Linked DNA regions of Mus musculus: region 2 is linked to region 1. Evidence: chromatin contacts called from public Hi-C data. All regions are on one chromosome and are shown on one strand. The core of a region is the stretch at or near the end of the contact, and the rest is flanking DNA. Distances in the headings are between cores, read along the strand shown.

Evidence for each region. A called contact is a pair of places that touch in the nucleus more often than the background predicts.
Region 2: a Hi-C map of uterus shows a contact between it and region 1, with 2.9 times the contacts expected there. The contact joins two enhancer-like sites. A contact is called at or near these places in 8 of 484 Hi-C or Micro-C datasets (the HL-1 cell line, the N1E-115 cell line, adipose-derived mesenchymal stem cells and 4 more).

The regions. Positions count from the first base shown.
Region 1 is chrX:99,213,777-99,220,731 of GRCm38.p6, forward strand. No RefSeq gene overlaps it. Among named protein-coding and RNA genes, the nearest start is that of Gm46674, 19 kb to the left of the region's middle. Within about 2 kb of position 3,220, at least 145 of the 459 cell types and tissues checked have an H3K27ac peak or open chromatin away from gene starts, as enhancers often do. A contact at or near this core is called in uterus, where this site is marked.
Region 2 is chrX:99,324,883-99,331,584 of GRCm38.p6, forward strand. Gm30704 (a long non-coding RNA gene) reads right to left here. Exons shown (of 3, transcript XR_386999.2): 3 at 5,264-5,401. Among named protein-coding and RNA genes, the nearest start is that of Gm30704, 6.5 kb to the right of the region's middle. Within about 2 kb of position 1,504, at least 75 of the 459 cell types and tissues checked have an H3K27ac peak or open chromatin away from gene starts, as enhancers often do. A contact at or near this core is called in uterus, where this site is marked.

The DNA of each region.
Region 1 (6,955 bases), core at 1,970-4,469:
GCCAGGGGGTGTGGCTCTGGAGAGACTCCTTGGATAGAGAAATTCATTAGCCTATGTGAAGTCTCAAACCGATTAGTGATTTATACTCGGCTCACGCGGCAGGTGGTTTAGGGTTATTATCTGACTTAACCCAAAGGCCACCCTGGCCTGGCCCTCCCTCCTTTTCCCCTTCCTCTTTCTGTCTTCCACACTCAGCCCTGCTTAGCCAGCCTGCTCCTAGACCTTTCCTCTAATCCCCACAGCCTGGGCCATTTCTCAGGAGGGAACTGGCAGGGCTGGCAGGCATGGGGAATGGAGGTGGCGGGGCACTGTGATTACCTCCTAAACCACAGGATCATTCTAAAATCCAAGCTTTGTTCCATTTCAGGGACCAAAGAGGGCTTCATTTCCACATTGGGGCAGGATAAAAGGAAAAAGGAGTGAGGTACCACAGCAGGAGGCATAGAGGAATGATCTAAAGAAGAACTTCCAATGTGAGCAAGCTTGAGTTCCTGGGCTGGAATAAACACACAGCTCAGCTGTGGGAAAGGGGTTGGGTTGAAATGACACCGGCTGGGCCTGCAGCCAGTGGGAACTTCCCCACAGAAGATGCCACTTAGAAGTGTTAGTGACCCCTCAGGACTCTTACAGAAGGGGGGGGGGATAATGCAGAACTCCCTTTAAAGTCATCTGTAGCTCTCCCAAGGGAAGTCCATTTCTCTGCCTGGTAGGGGAGGACCCGATTCTGCCTACTTCAGCTAGGTTCTACCTCTGGGTGGCTTCTGGACAGAGGCCATGGCAGCTATGAGCCCACCTCAAGTCAGCTGCCTGTCCCTGGGGCTAATGCCCTTAACTTTCATTAGCAGGAAATTGGCTGGGTGGCTATTGCCCTAATCCTGGGAGCCTTGACCCCCACACACTAGGTTCTGGACCTAGGGATATTGGTGGCAATGTCCCCCAGCCCATCCTTTATGCTACTGTACTCCCAATTCCCTATGGGGTTTTCAGTTCTCAGTCTCCAGAAGACTCCACCTGGCTACCAGCCTCGGTTGCAAGTTCCAGCTTCAGGAAGTCCTTCTTGGTATCTGGCTTTGAATCTTTTAGCAATAACCAGGTTAGTTCCCCCCCACCCCCACGCTATCCAAATGGTGAGAGGGAAGGCTTTTCATATATGACACCATCAAGAGTGGAGTTCAGATGCATGTGTAGCACAGGCTAGACTAGATAGTAAAGAGGCTCAGAAACTTCTGGAATGGGAGCCCAGGCAGCTGACCTGGAGGGTCACTAACCCAGAGCCATGGAAGGAGGCACCGAAGTGGATGTGAAAAGGTGCGGTATAGCCTGCCTTTTCATAGCTAGTGACTGCGAGCAGAGCTTATCCTAGAGCCCTGGCCACTTGCTTCGTGGTCTAGCATGCTAACAACTCACAGTTTCTCCAGCTACCAGCAGCCCTGCCTGTTATCCAGCCAAGAACTGAGTGTCCATCCAAAGCTAGGCCCTGCTGCGGGTGGGGGAGGGGTTGCTGATAGGAATGTGACTGACGTGGTTAGGGCCTACCCTTCAGAGAGGCTCCAGGCCTAGCAGCCCTTTCTGGGCCTTGTCTCCTCCCCCACTTGGGCTTGAGCGGAGGGATGAGGTGAGGTACTTCCAAGCCAGCTGGATTGGGTAATTAAAATCTCTCTTCTACCCCTGCTGGATGACCTCCGAGGTTCGTTCCAGCCTTATGATTCTATGATTCCAGCTGGGGGTATCCAATTAACCCTTGTCATGCTTGGCTGGGCTTCGTGGGCTGTGGAGTGGGAAGGAGTTGGGACTGGGAGGTCTCAGGGAAGGCCCATAGCAAGATACTCTATTCCCTCCCTCCCTTCTCTGCCTTCCCACCATGTCAGGGTGGTGGCCCCGGAATTTCAGTTCCAGGATTAAAAGACACTTGTAGGCCAATGAGCGTTTGGGGCACTGCCTCTTTTAGTCCATGTAATAGTGAGTGACAGGCCATCATTGGATGTGATAGTGTAGAATCTATCGGTGCCATGTTGTCCAGGCCCAGGAAGGCCTGGAGAGTCTTTGTCTCTGTCTTTCTCTTTCTGTCTCTCTCTTCTTCCTTTTCTATTTTTATCTCTCTCTGTATGTCTTTCTCTGTGTCTCTGTCTCTCTCTATGGCTGTGTGTCTCTTGATGTCTCTTCTCTGTCCCCCCCTCCCCGTGTGTGAGTGTGTGTGTGTGTGTGTGTGTGTGTATACAGGATGCTGCCTCAGAAACAAAATGGAGGTGGCATTGGATCACCAAAAGAGAAAGGCCACCGTAAGTCTGGACATGTTGAACCATGTGTTCTCAGGGACCCGATGCCAGGGCAAGGCAGCCTCCTCCTGGTGGCTCTGGGAGGGCGTGACATTTGGATGAGGTTTGGACTCCAGTCAGAATGGTGATGGAGCTACACATGTGGCCATTGTCAGAGCCCACGTGGGCCTTAGAGACTGCCATAAACAGTCACCTTATGGACCACTTAAAACCTCCAAAGTGTTTGCTTTGGCTTGCACAGTGCCTACATGATGAAGAAATTAGCTCTCATCATTTAAAATTCAGGAGATTTTTACATAAACATTCAGATTTATAACTTCTAAAAAAACCCTGAAGATCTAGTAATCCCGTGCTCTCTTTTCACAGGCAACAGACAGCTGGAGCTGAGTGGCAGCTGTCCCCTGGGTAGGGGGTGCAGGGGGGGCGAGTGGGGGGCCGGACACATACTCTCGGCTTCTTGTGGTCCCACGTTCCTGAATTTACTCTTCCTGGGACAACTTGAGAAATGCAGGCCAGGAAGAAAGGAGGGCCCTTACCCAGGTCAGCCACCCACCTGGGTGAGGGCATTGTGAGGGCTGGAGCTAGGCGTTCTGTCCCCAAGCTCTGCCTCAGGCGCAAGCCCTTCTGCCATCACTGTCTCTCTCCGCTCTGCGGGCTTTGTCTGGCACCTCCGGTCATGGCCCTTGCGGAGCTGCGCGTTGGGCTCTGCGGGCACCCGCATTCTCAACAAGAAAGGGCCTCAAGGGTCCGGTGGTTGCAGCAGCGCGCCCAATGTTTCTTTCTATCGAGGGCCAGCGCTCCCTGCCGCCGCCCCGCAGCCAGCCGGGCCTCCGGGGTTGTGTGTCCATCGGTGTCGCCGCGGCGGGCCTCGGCCTTGGGCTGCGCAGCAGCGAGACGCTGGCGGGCGGCAGGGTAAACACGGCCCACAGCGGGGCGCGCGGAATTCTGCTGACGGCGCTCTCCTCGGGCCTGGGCGGGGCGGCGCAAGCCCGCGGCGGCGGCCCTAAGGCCAGGGTAGTGTCCCGTCCGTGCCCGAGACCCCCAGCCGACTGTGGCGCCTCCCCAGCCGCGAAAGACTCAGGGCGGGGCTGCTGGCGGCTGAGCTCTCTGCAGCGACCCCCTACCTCCGCCCGGGGGCCCTCGGACTCCCCGTGCATAGCTTCAGGTCCCTGTCTCCTTCTATGCCTAAAAGTTCAGGGCAGAGGCTGGGAGGGAGGGACACAGTCCATGGGAGGGAGGGACACAGCCCAGGAGTCCTGGAAACCAAGTGCTACATGGTCAGAACCCCTCTGCTCCCAGATAACACACCATCCCTAGCAAGTCTCCATTCTCCTGTCATCTAGTCTGAGCCTTTGTCCAGTTGTGGGGCAGAAGATTTCTCAGTGTAATTAAGGTTAGGATTCCTAGGGTGTGGTGGGTCAGAGAGGTACAGGGTTGTGTGGCATGATGTCCCTAGACACAGGGAGAAGGCATCCACTTGGGAGTGGATGATGTGGGCAGCAAGCTCAGAAAGGACATGATGGCTCCATTGGTAAAATGACTGGATTGGAGAAAAGCTGAAATGTCAGGAGAAGCTGTGGGTTCAAAAGTAGAAGAAGGCTTCCTTCCTACGGAAGAATCTGGGGGCAGAACTGTGGGACCGGCTTCTGAGTTAGGAGGACAGAGGGCTATTCATTCAAATGGAGATTCAAGGGAATCTTCCGAGCAGATGGCCCCTGGAAACAGATGTCCAGGGAACACCTCTCACCTGCTCCTAACGCATCCCAGCGAAACCAGGAAGTTAGGTTCACAAGCGACCCTTACTCCATTGCGCCTGGACTATAGGCTCATTGGCTCACTCAGCTTCACAAATGTGTGTTATAGTGCATTAGCCCCATACTATAGGACAGCAAGGGCATGCTAAAGATGTTTTAATGTCAAACACGGAGTGGCCAGTTTGAAGCCGAGGTCTGTTCGTTTTCATCGTAGTCTCGGAGAGAGTAGGTGTTATTTGGACATAGTGCTTGAGTTTCACTGGCCTGCAGCTGGTAATGGTGGCTTAAGGAAAGAGAGAGATCTTGGTCCCCCCAAGTCTATCAGGGCTTCACTATGGACTGCCACCTGTTGAGTGTTTTTGTGCCCCCCCCCCCAGCTGAGGGCAAGACCAGATGCTGGAGGGGGATGGTGAGGGTGGGAGGCGGAAGCTGAGGGAGGGGGCTGAAAGGGGGTGTCTCCAGGGTTTCACTGGGTTCCTGGGCTCCAGATGGTAGGTCTGGGGAGGGCTGGCCCAACATCTGAGAACTAGCTGGGGGCTGGGCCCCAGGAGCCCCACACTGCTGGGCAGCGCCTCTGCTTTGCCTCCGGTGTGCTGGGGTGTGAGGGAGCTGCTGCAGTGCAAACAAACAGAGCCTGCGAGGACAGGAAGCAATTAAGGACCACCCGGCCCAGGCTGCCGAGGAGGCAGGCAGAGGCCAGGCCAGCCAGTCACAGCGGCCAGCTAGGTGTGGCCTGGGGCAAGTCCAGGGAAGGCCATGGGAGGCTGACAAAAAAGCTGTAAGCTGTGGAGATTCTGGGAGAAAGCTCTTGCACTTAGAAGAGAAAGAGCAACTGTGTTGGGTCAGGGGTGAGGTGCAGGAAGCGGCAGCTTGTCAGAAGGCCTTAGTCCTGGACCTAACTGCTGGGTTTGTTCATAAGCTTTGCTTAAAGGTGTCCCTTCTGTTCTGTGGGTCTCAATTTGTTCATCCTCATAATAAGGTGCTTAGAAGAAACATCCTTCGAGAGCCCTTCCGGGCTTCACCATCCAAGACCTTGCGGCTATACTGGCTGTTGGTTGGATGTGGTACAGTTAAGAAGCAGCTTTGGAAAGTCTAAGACGTGAGTTCTTCCCTTAAGGACTAGTAGCCCACTCTAACAATACTGTGGCTTGATTATTGACATAGGTTGGGAAAAAAAATCGTGGGATTTTTTTGTGCTCTGTGAAGTCAACACATGGCTCTCCTCATGCCGAGGATGAGAAAAGTTACTAGAGTGGTAAGTGTCGGTGCTCCACTCGACCTGCTTAGCAAGCAGAGAAAGAGTGCCACAGGGATCAGACCCACTCTCGAGGCTGTGCTTGGAACCAACTCGACTTCGCTTCTACTGCAGATGAGGTTCCTCCAGGACTGTTGAGATTGTCCCCGATTGCCTAGGAAGATGGACTATTCCCACACAGGGTGTGCTTGGGGTATAGCCCTACTCCCCTCTTTCCCACTGTTTATCCGACTCCAGCAGAAAGGCAGCCACTCTTCAGTAGTTTCTGGAGGTGCTCCATCTTGTTAGCTGCCTGGATGCAGGCAGGCAGCAGCCCTTGACCCTTGTCATCTCTTCAGTCCCCAAAGGGTTAACTGGATGCCTGTTGTACTCCAGATACAGTGCTGTGCTTTCCCTGGCTTCCTCCCAGTCCTCCATACTTCTTTCATTCTGCGAGCAGGGAAAGCCCCCTCTTATTCTGATCCCTTGTCTTTCAAGGCCCCAACTCAGGGCTGCAGGGACCTTGGGAGCCTGTGCTTAACCTGTCCCAATCAAAGGACTCTATCCAGGAATAGCCTGGCTCCAGTCAGCCCTTCTTTTGGCTTCTGGAACCACCAAGGCCTGGATCAAGCCTCTCCGAGCACCCTCCTCCTTCCAGTTCTGGCATGCACTAAACTGACTTGCCTGGAGCTAGGCCCAGACCTGAGCAAACTCTTTGGCTTCCTGGTCTCACATATTCTTCTTGTACCACTGAGCCCACAGCTCCTAGGTACTTTGCAAACCCTTGTTTACTGCACACCCCCATGCAGCTAGGTGGAGCCTATCATTATGGCCTTAATGTCCATTCTCCAGATAAGGAAACAAAGAGGTAGCCGCATGGCCTGTGGTGACCGGTTGCCCCAGTCCATACACCTGGTGTGTGCAGAGACTGGAGCAAAGCCTATGTGCCTGGCCATGTTTGTTACTCCTGCTGACAGAGGAAGGTAGTGACGGTGTGCCAGTCTTAAGAAATATAGCCTTGGCAGTGGTACAGAAGAAGTCATTGGGGGTACTTAGCTTAGGAGGACTGTAGTCTATTTGTCCAGGACAGTAACCCACCTGGCAGGAAGTTGGTAGAAGGAAGGACCTCAGAGGGACAGAGAAATAGGATCTCCAGTAGGAAGCCTGGGATAGCCTGACTTAAGAACTGTGCAAAGACAGGATGACATGGGACATCTCGAGATGTCAGCCAGGCTGCAAGTTTCCCCTGGTGCTGCCTTACGGGATGGGGGGAGGGGCATGAGCCTTGGAAAGGGGTCCTCTGCTACCCTGCCTGCCCAGGGAGTAGATACCTTCCCAACTAGCACCCCACATCTCCTGAGGCTACCTTGGATTGGAGGACTGCCTGGGAGAAGGAAGGGTTCTGCTGACCCCCCCACCCCCACCTCATCAGGGACATGGAAAATGTGGGGGCCCCTACATGAGGTGGGGGTCAAAGGCCTGACAGCACGGGGTTTCCAATGGCTCTGCTGGAAATGGAGAGGGCCCAAGAAGAAATAGAGTCTTGCTATAGACACTTAGGGATTATGTGATGTTCCCTACAAGGGACATAGTTTAAAGCAAGAGAAATAATCTGAAAAGGACCAAAGGCCTCACATTGGTGGGGGAGTGAATCTCAGTTGAGACCCCGAGGACCCTTTGCCCCTGTGCCC
Region 2 (6,702 bases), core at 254-2,753, 110 kb after region 1:
GGCCTTTGTCCTCCCTTCCTCCTCTCATTCTCTTCTCTTTGCTCACTTATTCTTTATGTGGTCATTTTCTGGCCCGCCTCCAAAGCAGAGCAGGGGTTGGAGGCCACCAAGCTAGACCAAAGAGATCGTTGGGACAAACCTGTCCCCTCTTATGAGCTGGTTCCCCAACTAGGGCTCGGGAGTAAGGCCTGGGCTTTAGATAGGGTGCCCCGTCTGCTCCTCCCTAGAGGAAGGGGAAATGCTGAACTACTTGCACATCCTGGGGAGCTGTGAGAGAAATGAAGTGGAGCTAGATGCCACCCTGTGCCCTTGGAGGGGCATATGCTCATAGGCAGGCAAGCAGCACACTGACTTCCAGGAGCCAGAAGTCAGTGGTGCTCTAGGTCACTAGGCAGACACAAGTTGAGCCAAGGGAATTTCAGTGGCAGCATCAACAAGTTGGGTTCTTCCCAGGGATTCTGAGCCTTAGAAAGTCTTCCAGAACCTGGGAACCCCATTCCATACTTTACCTAAGCTTCTAGCCAAATATTTCTGGGCTTACAAAGTCCTCTGAAGGTCATCTTAACCACCACTGCCACCTCCACCCCAGCCTCCAGGCTTGAGGACTTTCCCACGTGAGTGCCTGGGCTCCAGCGCCTTCTTGCTCCCGTGTTTGTTGCCCACCACAGAAGGAAGGGCGTTTCACAATGAGTGAGACAGCATGGCCTCTGGGGTCCAGGGCCCCTCTCCTGGCAAGGATTACTTGAGGCGCAGGCCTTTCAGGCTCTCTGGACTGGCCCTGCCTTTCTGGCAGCAAGCCTGCATCTCCATTTCTAAGAGAAGCCTTGCTGGCTGGCCTCAGGAGCAATCTGAGTCCTTGCCCAGGGCCTCTGAGAGCAGCGGAGTAAAGCACTCCCAATCAGCCTTTGGCCGCCTCGCTTCCTGCAGGTGGGAAAATCATCCTATTTATCCCCAAATGGATTTGTCTACTCAAACAACAAACAGACGCAGAGACACACATGGAGTCATGGACATATGTGGAAAAGACAAGCTGGAGATAGATACACATGCGGTCGCTCTCTTTCCCCTTCCCTTTCTGCCTTTCTCCATCCCCATGACTGTCTCCCTGTCTCTGTCCTCTCTCTCTCTCTCTCTCTCTCTCTCTCTCTCTCTCCACCACCCCCTCCCTTTTTCGGCTCATTCTCTTACCCTTTCCCAAGGCCCCCTCTTGCTTCCATTACAGCATTTATCAAAGTGGCCTGACCTCATGTTGTAAAAATATACAGCATGGAACAAAATCCACCTTAAACTCTCTTCTAAATATATTAAAATAATAGGAATTCTCATCTGCCTGATTGAATTTGCTGCTCAATATTAGAAGCATGCCAGGCCCTTCTGGATCCAGTCTAGAGCTGGGAGGGGCTGGGATTCCCTGCCTGACTCCTCTCTCGGAGCCAACACTGCCGCTTCCTTGATGGGCGGGGCCGGGGGAGGGAGTGGGAGCTGCGCTCCAGCCAAAAGACCTTGGGCAGCCACCTCCACCAGCAGCCAGCACAGCCCACTGAGCAAGTGCAGACAAGCTCCAGGCTCCTCTGGCCTGCAGCTGGGAGCCTCTGCCCTGGTCCTAGGGCCAGCAGAACTCACAACGGCCCTGTGCCTATTCCTAGGCGCTCTCTCCACACTCACTGTTCTGTCCCCAGGGATGAGAAGAAGCTGGTCTCTGTGGACTTGAGATTTGCAGTCAAAGTTTGAGGAAACCTTCGACAAATTTACTCCTTTGTTCATTCGTTCATTTAACCTGTATTATTAAACACCTTACTATGAGCCAGCACTAACCTAAGGACAGGGAATACAGAAAAAAGAAAGAAAAAAAAACCCTTCAAAACCTGCCTTCATGCAGTTGTTATTGTAGTGGAATAAGCAAAGCCCACTGCCAGCCAGCGACAGAAGGTGAGCACGGCCCTACGTCCTCTTTGCCCTCTAAACTTTCCACTCCTTATGAACAGCAATGGGGAGTCTTTACTCTACCATAGACTCTGCTTTTCAGAACTACCACCAAGGCCTTGAGCACGACTTGCTCAGGACACACATATAAAGCTACTGGCTCACTGGGGGCCATGGTATGTGAGCAGAGCAGGGCGGGGTGTCTACTGGGAGATTTCTACTCATTTAGGACCACAACTTGGAGGCTGGCTTTGTGAGCAGCAAGTTGTTTCCCAGTAGACATCATGTAGTATCAAAGGGCACTGGCTCGGTTAATAGCGGCCCCTGAGGTTACAAAAGGGAACCATTACTGGTTATAAGTGGGACAAGCCGGAGATGGTGGTACACTTCTAACGTCACCGTTTAGGACTAGAGAGTCCCTTCCTCAAAACAAACAACAAAACTTGCCATTGTGGTAAATGACTATCATTGCCCATTTTACAGATAAGGGAAACAAGGCACAGTCAGATTAGCTAATTGTCCCATCCTTCACTGAAGTCTGGCTGCAGTCAGTTGTCAGCCACAAAGCTGTTCTACCTCCGGATGGACTTCCCTGTTAGAGTTTTCTTAACTGCTTGCCTGGGCCCACAGCACTCGGCTGAGAGTACCAACTCAGCCTACTGCTCCTAAAATACTTCTCATCATTGTTCTAGAACTTACCTGGAATAGGTAAGAATAGTTAGTTGAAGAACAGAATAGTAGAATAGTTAGTTGCTCCTGGACTCTCTGGGTCTCTGGCCATACATATAACTGTAACTTTATTTTTTCAAAATCTATTTTTAATGATGGTTCTTAAACACTTTAACCTCCTTTATAGCCCACCACCCACCAGATGTCGTAGAAAAGAAAGGATACAGGGGAAGTGGACCTGTTTAGAAAGGTCCTTTGGTACAAGTCCTGTCTGTGTTGTCTGGAAATCGGCTGTTCAGTTCATAGGTCAGCAGCAGCAGCAGCAGCAGCTCGATCCACTCGCAAACCCTTCATGGACACACCAGCAGTCCAGTTTGGTAGAGCCACGATAGCAAACAGGAATCAGCAGTGGTGGCACCACCCAGCAGAGTCAGCCAGGCTTCAGCCAGCTAGACAGGAGTCAGCAGGAGGGGGCCACAGGAATGCAAGAAGTTCTTGGCTGTGTCTTTCTCAGGTAAGCAAAGACCAGCAAAGACGCAAGACCTATAAGCATTGCACAGCTAGCTCTATTAAGCAAGCCCAGCTCAGCCTCCATCACTGTCTGTCCAGTCCTAGTCATACTCCCTGCAAACATCACCTGTCCTCTGTGGGTCTTGCCTCAGCACACATGTCTGTCTCAGCTGACATCACTCAGCGAATCAGCCTAAGTCTGTGGAAGTGGCAGAAAACTGCAGCACACCACCAGAAGTTTTGTGTGTGTGTGTGTGTGTGTGTGTGTGTGTGTGTGTGTGTGTGTGTGCCTTTCTCTCTATAGAGTCCTGACAAATGGAGCTCAACCACACAATGTAAGGCAGACCAATCCTTGTGTGTCATTCGTGAAGAGTCCTTGTTCACGTGTCCTTTCCCGTGCTTGCTTTAGCACAACATCCTTTCTCCTGTGTCAGTCAGCTTCAGTGAAACGTTCCTTCACATGTCTGCCTCAGCAAAACACCATCCACCACTTTCCAAAGAACCCTTACGCTTCCACTTCACATAACATCCCACTCAGTTCTTGGCTTTATTTCTTGTGGAACAGGAGTGGCATATAAGGGGCAGGAGGTATTAGGGATGGCTGAGAAGGGTACTCTTTCAGAAAAGGAGGCCAACTGTGTCTGAGAGGGAGAAAGGAGTAAAGGACACCGGGCTTGCCCTTGTCCCTGTACTACTCACCAGCAGCACTGTGACCCTTGCACACATTCAAGATCGTATAAGGTGTGACTCTGTGGCATGTAAACAGCCTCTCAAGAGGATATGAGCTCCTGTGAGTGGCTGATGAAGTTAGCTGATCACTTAACAGAGTATGCTTCTTTATGCGCATGCCCAGACCTGCTTATCTACCCTGGCTCCAAAGAGGGCTTGGAGCTGAATGTGATCAAGCAGCAGACGTAGAGGATGCTGGAGTGAAGTGGGAGAGAAATGCTGTATCCTCACCCTTTGGAATTTCCCCCAGACCTCTGGAAACCCCCAGCAGAAGAGGCTTGGCAAGGGCTCCAGAGGAGCTGTGTGAGGGGGCCCGGGGAACAGCCTGTCTCTAAGAGGGGCTTTTCTTGGAGCAGAGGTCACTGCCCTCTTCTGCCTCCCTGACTTGTTTGGAAGTGTGGAGGAGTTCCTGCTGAACCTCACTCTGTGAAAGGAAGAGGCATGAACATCGCTAAGGAGCTGTGAGGAAGCACCTGGTAGGCACCTGGTCCAGCCTGACCTTGGCTGTCCCTGTTGTTGTTGTTGGCTTTACAAGCAATCCTGGCATCTCAGCCTCCTCACACATGCTGTGGTGTAGAGGAAGGAACAAGGCCTTCTCACAGAGTCCTGAGAGCATCATTGCAGTCCCTGCTCCATGGAGGACCAGCTCTGGGACCCTGGGCTAGCTCCTTTGGAGTCACACGTGTGGTGGTTTGAATATGCTTGGCTCAGGGAGTGACTCTATTAGGAGGTGTGGCCTTGTTGGAGTAGGTGTGACACTGTGGGAGTGGGCTTTGAGAGATCTTCCTCCTAGCTGCCTGGAAGCCAATCTTCTCCTGTTTGCCTTCAGATGAAGATGTAGAACTCTCAGCTCTGCCTGCACCATGCCTGTCTAGAAGCTGCCATGCTCCTGCTTTGATGCTAATGGACTGACCCTCTGAACCTGTAAGCCAGCCCCAATTAAATGTTGTCCTTTATAAGACTTGCCTTGGTCATGCTATCTCTTCACAACAATGGAAACACTAAGACGACGAGCTTCAGTGCCCTCATCTGTAGAACAGGAATGAACTCTATCCTTGCCCTTTGAGTGGATGCAAGGAATAAATTAGATCACCTATGGAAATGCCTCGGCATGGTCCTTGGCATCCTTCTTCCTCCATTACTGCTTCTCTCTTGCGACACAGTGAAAACAGTTTCATGTAGACCAAGAAGAGGGAATTCAGCAGGAATTCCTTTCCCAAGGCCAAGAGGATGGAGAAGTACCCCCATTCTACCACATGGACCCTCCATCTATTTTCCCAGATCAACAGATGACTGGGAACCCTAAGCCCAGTATTTGAACAACAACAGCCTTCTTCAAATGCACAGGCTCATGATAACTCTACATCTCTATGGATGCAGGCAACTCCTCTTTTGACACTTTGACCATCCAAGGACTTACAGGAATGTAGCCAGATATGTGGTGCAACCTTTCATCCCATGTGTCCAGAAGGTGTAGTCATTGAAGAAGGACAGAGGAAGGCTTTGTTTGAGGGCACTGGTTCCTGCTCCAAGCATCAGATACTGCAACTCGTGTGGGATTAGATGAGTTCTAAAAAACAAAACAAACAAACAAAGAACACAAAAAACAAAGCTAGGCATGGGTCAGAAGAAATAGAGAATGGCTGGGCAGAAGTACCAGGAATACCTTGGCATGGCTATGGCTGTATCTAAAGAGAAAATGATGGGACTGTGCGGGGAGGTGGGGGGTGGAGTGGGTGGGTATTAGAGGACCTAGGTAGAAGGAGGCCCCATGAGCTCTGAGCCCTGGAGCCTGATTGCCACTGCCACTCCCCCATCTGCCTCACTGTGGGGGAGGGGAGGCATTTAAGGGATCCGGGCCTCCATTTCCCCATCTGCAGTATGCAGAGTCTAGACTAGTATGTCACATTTCCCGTGCTGGTGTGAGCGTGGCGTGACATGATGCGTGAAGAGTGATCCACAGACTGTGAACATTGCATACGTGTAGGGCAAAGCTAGGAGCCACATACAGCTGAGACCTTGCTCAGGGTCCTGGCTTGTACACGGTATGTAGTAGTAGTTCTTTCTCTACAGGAACAGGTCTACATGGATCAGTGAACCAGAAACCCCTTGAGGCCAGGGTTTAGGTCTTCTGTTCATCTATTTCCCCAGGTGTTTAGCACCAGGCTTCGCCTCATTATTGGCCAAATAAGTTACCCAATATATCAAGTAGAATTCTAGTCTTCCATTGTATAGCCATAAAGCAAGGTTCAGAAGGTAACTATAGCTACCCAGCATCACAAAAGCGCTAGTAGCATAGTGGGATGTTGTGATGTGGGATGTGACACAAGTCCATTTTTCTTTCTGCCAAACCCTGCACTCCAGCCTAACGATTTATTTATTTATTTATTTATTTATTTATTTATTTATTATTTTGTGATGCTGCTCTAATCCACTCTGGCCCAGTGAGGAAGGCCATCATGTACAGTGGTTAGCCCATCAGGCAGAACTGGAGAAAGATGTAGAAGACAAGCATTCCTGTTCTTCCCGGCTTCACCTAGATCCCAATTATTCTGGGTAACCTAGAACTTCAGAGCCTTCTGCTGCTGGGCAGCCCTGCCTCTGGCGAGCAAGCACAGAAAGACTTTGGGAGTGACAGGATATGGAGACAGGAAGGGGACTGGATAGAACAACTACTCAGAATATCAAGGAAAGGCATAGTGTTCTTCCTTGGCTGCTCATCAAAGTTACTCAAAGTGGAGAGGTCTCCCCTAAGTTCTCTTGTTGCTATCTAAACTAATGGTGGCCGTTTTCTTGTCTCTGGATTTTCTTATAGACAATTGCTCACTATCCTTTAGGTTATGTCCTTTTAGGGGCCTCAAGCCAAGAAAG